Regions from separate parts of the Zea mays genome. Here region 1 is linked to region 2. The links are chromatin contacts, called in public Hi-C maps. All regions are on one chromosome and are shown on one strand. Each heading gives the region's core, a stretch centred on a gene start, on an enhancer-like site or on the middle of the called end of the contact. The rest is flanking DNA. Distances are from core to core; before and after follow the strand shown.

Region 1 (2,700 bases), core at 31-2,530, 190 kb before region 2:
TGAGCAACTAGTGATAATTATTCCATCCTTTTTTTTAATATAAAGCAGGAGTTTTGTCATGCGTCATGTCTAGGGCCGGAAAATTAGCTCGAGGCTCGCGAGCCGTCTCAAGCTCGGAGCAGCTCGGCTCGGGACGGCTCGCGAGCCGAGCCGAGCCTCTTCTTCAAGCTTGTTTTTGCAGTGAGCCGAGCCGAGCCGGCTCGTTCCAGCTCGCGAGCCTCACAAAAATGATCAATTTATAGAATAATAATGAATATTAGATAATTTTATGGATAATAGCTCATTTTTTAGTCTTTGATGATAGATATATTACAAGTTATAATTTAATTTACTCATAATATAGAATGATAATTCTATAATTTAAATTTATATAATGTTAATTCATCAAATAATGCAACGGTAAGTACCAGAATATGACTCGCGAGCCAAAGTCGAGCCGAGCCGAACCTCTTTTGCCAGCTCGTGAAATGGACGAGCTGAGCCGAGCTCGTTCAGACACCGAGCCGCACCGAGCCGGGCTCGGCTCGTTTCCAGCCCTAGTCATGTCTCTGCCCACGTGTAGCGTCTCTGCGCCAGTGAAATATATAAAAATTGTTGCTAGCTTGGAGATTTGAATCATGGTCTGGTCTCTAACCATTGCAGCTCAGCTCATGTTGAATTGTGTTAAAGAAACTGTATATCATATATAGAAACTGTACGAGCAACTAATTAGTGTTTGTTTACACATCCGAACCCAAATTCCAATGAAATCCTATAGATAAAAATAAAAAAATTAATCGCCCTGAGCCGACCTGACCATGTCTAGGAGTCGGTCCAAGCATAGAATGACTTATATACTATGGCCATGTTTGGTTTCAATTAGTGCTAGGACTAAACTTTAGTCTTAGGACTAAACTTTAGTCCCTACATGTTTAGTTCTAGAGACTAAATAGATTCTAAAATCATTAAATACATTGTTTAAAGACTCAAATGCCCTTAGAATATACTCATAATATTAGTTATCTATACAAAAAGGTAAGGGCAACATGATAATTATGGACTTTTAGTCTTTTTTAGCACCTATATGAAAGACTAAAGACTAAATCATTTTAGTCCATATTTTAGTCCTAGTGTTTGACAAAAAAGAGACTAAATGAGACTAAAAACTAGAGACTAATGTTTAGTCCCTCTAACCAAACACCCCTATGTCGGTCCGAGAACGATTTGGACCAAGCTGTGCTGTGCCTGAGCTAAGCCAAAATGACTGAGCCTTGTGCTGTGCCTGAGCTAAGCCAAAATGACTGAGCCTTGTGCTGGCCCATTAAACACGACACAATTGGCCATATACCACTAGTAGTACTTATATACTCTTCAGTACGTGTATCGAAAGGAGTATAAGTTAGATCTAAATACAAAGTACTCTTGTACACCATGCTGCCAGTTTTTTTTTGTATTTTTACAATTTTTTTAAATCCATGTTTGGACATCCAGAGGAACTAATACCATATTTAGGCCAAAAGTAGGTGCCATGGTCTATGATGCTAAGATTACTTGTCTCAACGCCATAGGTCATGACGCCAAGGTGTCACACCAGTCGTTAGTGTGGACGATGACATGGTGGGACCTTGGAGCCATAGATCGATGGCGTCGAGGTCTCCTATATTGCTCGGTTCTCCTCTGCTCTCTTGTTTCTCATTTCTTTTTCGCCTCTCACCGTCATGCAACCACACTACATGCTTTATGTCCTCTATCCGTCGTCAGCCACAAGAAACGGTGGCACCCTCGCTTCCACCCCGTCCAGCACCACCCCTTACCATGATCCCACCTAGCGCCTAGCCCTAACCCCATCTAGCGTAGCCCATCCTCGACCCTACCCAACACATTCCCTGGTGCCGACCAACCTTGCTAGACGTCTCCCATCCCTGACCTTCCCCGGTGCCGCACATCTTCGACCCCACCCAACGTCTTCCCCAGCCTTGGCCTCACTGACACCTCCCTGCTTGTAGCTCCAGTTTTAGCATCACTCTAGGTTCTAGACCCACCCTGCCCGCTGCTCGGGCCTTGACGTCGATCCTTGCCCACCGCTTTGGCCCTTACACCACCTCTGTCCGATGAAGGTGAGTTTTTATTGATAAATACTTTAGTTATTAACTTAATTAGTAACATATTTATATGAGTTAGTTAGTTAATTAGTAACTCATATGTTACACGCTTAGGTAGTTAGGGATTTTGTAGTTAGTTTATTATGTAAAACTTATTTACTTAATCTTTATGTAGTGAGTACTTTTGTACTAGTTAGTGAGTAATTATGCAGTATTTAATTTTTATTTAGTAATTTTTATCAAAATATATTTTAAGCTATTAATTTTGGTTCTATGTATGAGATATTTGGACAATGTAGTAACCCTATACCATAAAGGTACTATGTATCGGAGAGTAAACTACAGCCGGGTGGCGGAATGCACCAACCTAATCCTAACTCCTAAGAATAGGGGTCAACCAAGAGTTTGCCTGATGAGATGAACGGACACAAGAACACACAAGGATTTAGAGTGGTTCGGGCCACCAGAGCGTAATATCTTACTCCACTGAGTCATATTGCTGAGAGCTTGAGAAAGCTTGGGTCTGGATGAAGATGTCTCCCTAAGAGTTCAAGTGTCTATCTTCGAGCTCGTCCCCCATTATAGCGTGTGTGCCCTCCCTTTTATAGCCTAAGGGAGG
Region 2 (2,741 bases), core at 22-2,521:
CCAAGAACTTTTCCAAATCATATAATCACTAGTTGGTTGTGGTGTTTTTGTTTTTTTTGTTGAAGTAAAGAGCTGAAGTTGTGTATTTTGGAGAGTGTTCCTTGTCAACATATTTTTGGTCATTCTAAGTGTTTTTCGATCATCACCATGAATATCTCATGAGCATCTTATTTGTGAATTTTGGTGTTTTGGAGGATTACAAGAAGATTTAGGAAGCAAGCCAGGATTGTCCTTGTGTAAAGAATTTTTATTGCCTCCATTAACCCCCTCTAGTCGACTAATTCTATATTTCCTTTAATTACTCAGATTGTCTTTATGTAGCTCAATTTTTTTATGCTTGATAAAGAAAAAATGCACTATATGTAAACCCTTCAAAATCTAAACTATCGGGATGTGAACAGGAATAGTGCCTTCAAAAATTAATCACTCTATATGAAGGTCGCACAGTTAGTGCTCTGTTTTTGTTGTTTGGAAATCCATCATCTCATGTATAGACCTATTTTGCCTTTTAGGTTATCACACTTCAGTGGCTAGACCTATTTTGCCTTTTAGGATGTTTTTCTTTCCTATTACACACGACATATATACACTGAATACTACATCTATATGCACATGCATGGCATGTATCATCATTATGCCTCCCTCACTCCCTCTATATATTGGTGTAAGACAATGCAGCTTCATGTAGATGCTCTTCTATGATAAATATATAAGTAGTTTTCACACTGCTGCTTGTACATATACTGATGATGGAGACTTGGGAGCGAAGACTGGGTTAAATGAAAATTGCTTAATTTTTTTACAATTGTATCAGTTTAGTCTAGCATGTTGAAAAAAAACATGTACATATTTATCGGATGAGTGCATCTATGGTCACATCACATGCGCGCTACATGACCCATTTTTGCCAAGTTAAATAATAATTTTAGGCTTACAATGCAACACTTGAGGTTGCCATCCATATATAATATTATCAAGATGTACTAGAATCTCTTGGAGTTTATTGAGTTCGCCACATCTACCTATAATAAAATTTAGAATAAAATCTCAAATGTTACTCGCGCACGATGGGAGTGTGTAAGTAGTGAGTTTTAGTCCCACGAGGGAGTTTCTCTACCGTGCGATCTCAAACTCCGCCTGACCACCGGCGTCACGCTCGAGCGACGGCTGGGCAGCGAAAGCGTGAGCGAGCGAGCCTGAGGGCGATGGCGAAGGAGTGCCTCCCAAGTCGCCTCGAGGCGTGAGCGACGCGGGGGCCTGGAGCTTCCCGCCCCCTATGAAATGTGGCCTACCGACCAGATATAGGTGTACATTCGGGCCGCCCGGTCCGGCCCGGCCCAAGCCCGAAAAAGCCCGACACGTTTAATTTCGAGCCGGCCCAGCCTAATATTAATTTCGTGCCGTGCCGGGCCGGCACACGGGCTGAGCCTTCGGCCCGTGGCCCGGCACGTTATTACCTAAACGTGCCAGGCTCTATTCGGGCGGCCCGAAAATAAAAAAGCCCGAATAACATAATAAAGCCCGAAATACAAAATACAGCCCAAAAATAATAATCAGGCCAGTTGCACAGCCGTCGGGCGCCGGCCACCGGCCACTTGGCCAGCCGTGCAGTGCGGCAGACGGCGACAGCGCGCCAGGCGAGCTCATCCCCCAACATTGCCCCTCTGACTCCAGCGACCCAGCCGTGCCCCTCGGTCTCTGGCGCGGTGGCGCTCTGCCCCCAACCGGCCAGCAGCAGGCCTGCAGCCAGCCAGCAACAAACCACCGTCGTGGAGCAAGCAGCAAGCCAGCCAGCAAGGCAGCAAGCCAGCAACCACGTCGAGGAGCAAGCCAGCAGCAAGCCAGTACAGAACCGCCGCCGGGACTTGGGTTCCAGCATCTTGGGGACTTGGGATTGGGAGCGAGCCGCCGCTGGGACGAGTCGAGGTCTCGAGGAGATCACGAGAGAACGAGAGAGGCATGGGACTTAGGTTTTGTCGGCGTTTCGAGACCGGAGGGTCCCTGAGCTGACGAGTGAGTGTGTCGCGTGCTCCAGCCCAGATGGGTCGAGCGCGTGGGCGAGCGCGAAGGGGGGAGAGCGAGGTGGCCGGAGACGGGCGTGAAGAGAGGTGGAAATCCCGCGGCCTTCGTGTTCGTCCCGCGCCCAGGTCGGGTGCGCTTGCAGTAGGGGGTTACAAGCGTCCACGCGGGTGAGGGAAGCGAGCGGCCCCAAGAGAGCGCATGTCCCATCCTCGTCCCGCGCGGCCAACCTTCTCTAAGAAGGCCCTAGTCCTTCCTTTTATAGTCGTAAGGAGAGGATCCAGGTGTACAATGGGGGTGTAGCAGAGTGCTACGCGTCTAGCGGAGGGAGAGCTAGCGCCCTGAGTACATGCCAATGTGGCAGCCGGAGAGACCTTGGCACCCTGCTGGTGTGATGTCGTGGCTGTCGGAGGAGCAACGGAGCTTGGCGGGGGGACAGCTGTCGGAGCGGACGAGTCTTTGCTGACGTCCCCCTGCTTCCGTAAGGGAGCTGAGAGCCGCAGTCGTCACAGGGCACGCGGGGCGCCATCATTGCCTATCTGGCGGAGCTAGCCAGATGGGACACCGGTCTTGTTCTCTGCGGCCCGAGTCGGCTCGGGGTAGGGTGATGATGGCGCTCCCTGTTGACGTGGCGGGCCCGCGCCCGAGGCCGGGCGACGTGGGGGCTCCTCCGAAGCTGGGGTCGAGTCTGTCTTCCGTTGCCGAGGCCGAGCCCGAGCCCC

What was found. A called contact is a pair of places that touch in the nucleus more often than the background predicts.
Region 1: a Hi-C map of ear shows a contact between it and region 2, with 2.6 times the contacts expected there. The contact joins two enhancer-like sites. A contact is called at or near these places in 2 of 25 Hi-C or Micro-C datasets (ear and tassel).

Annotation. Positions count from the first base shown.
Region 1 is chr7:18,646,186-18,648,885 of Zm-B73-REFERENCE-NAM-5.0, reverse strand. It overlaps LOC541682 ((S)-adenosyl-L-methionine:delta 24-sterol methyltransferase), which reads left to right. Exons shown (of 14, transcript NM_001112601.2): 14 at 1-58. Among protein-coding and RNA genes, the nearest start is that of LOC541682, 9.5 kb to the left of the region's middle. Within about 2 kb of position 1,280, at least 17 of the 20 cell types and tissues checked have an H3K27ac peak or open chromatin away from gene starts, as enhancers often do. A contact at or near this core is called in ear and tassel, where this site is marked.
Region 2 is chr7:18,455,276-18,458,016 of Zm-B73-REFERENCE-NAM-5.0, reverse strand. No RefSeq gene overlaps it. Among protein-coding and RNA genes, the nearest start is that of LOC109940991, 68 kb to the left of the region's middle. Within about 2 kb of position 1,271, at least 14 of the 20 cell types and tissues checked have an H3K27ac peak or open chromatin away from gene starts, as enhancers often do. A contact at or near this core is called in ear and tassel, where this site is marked.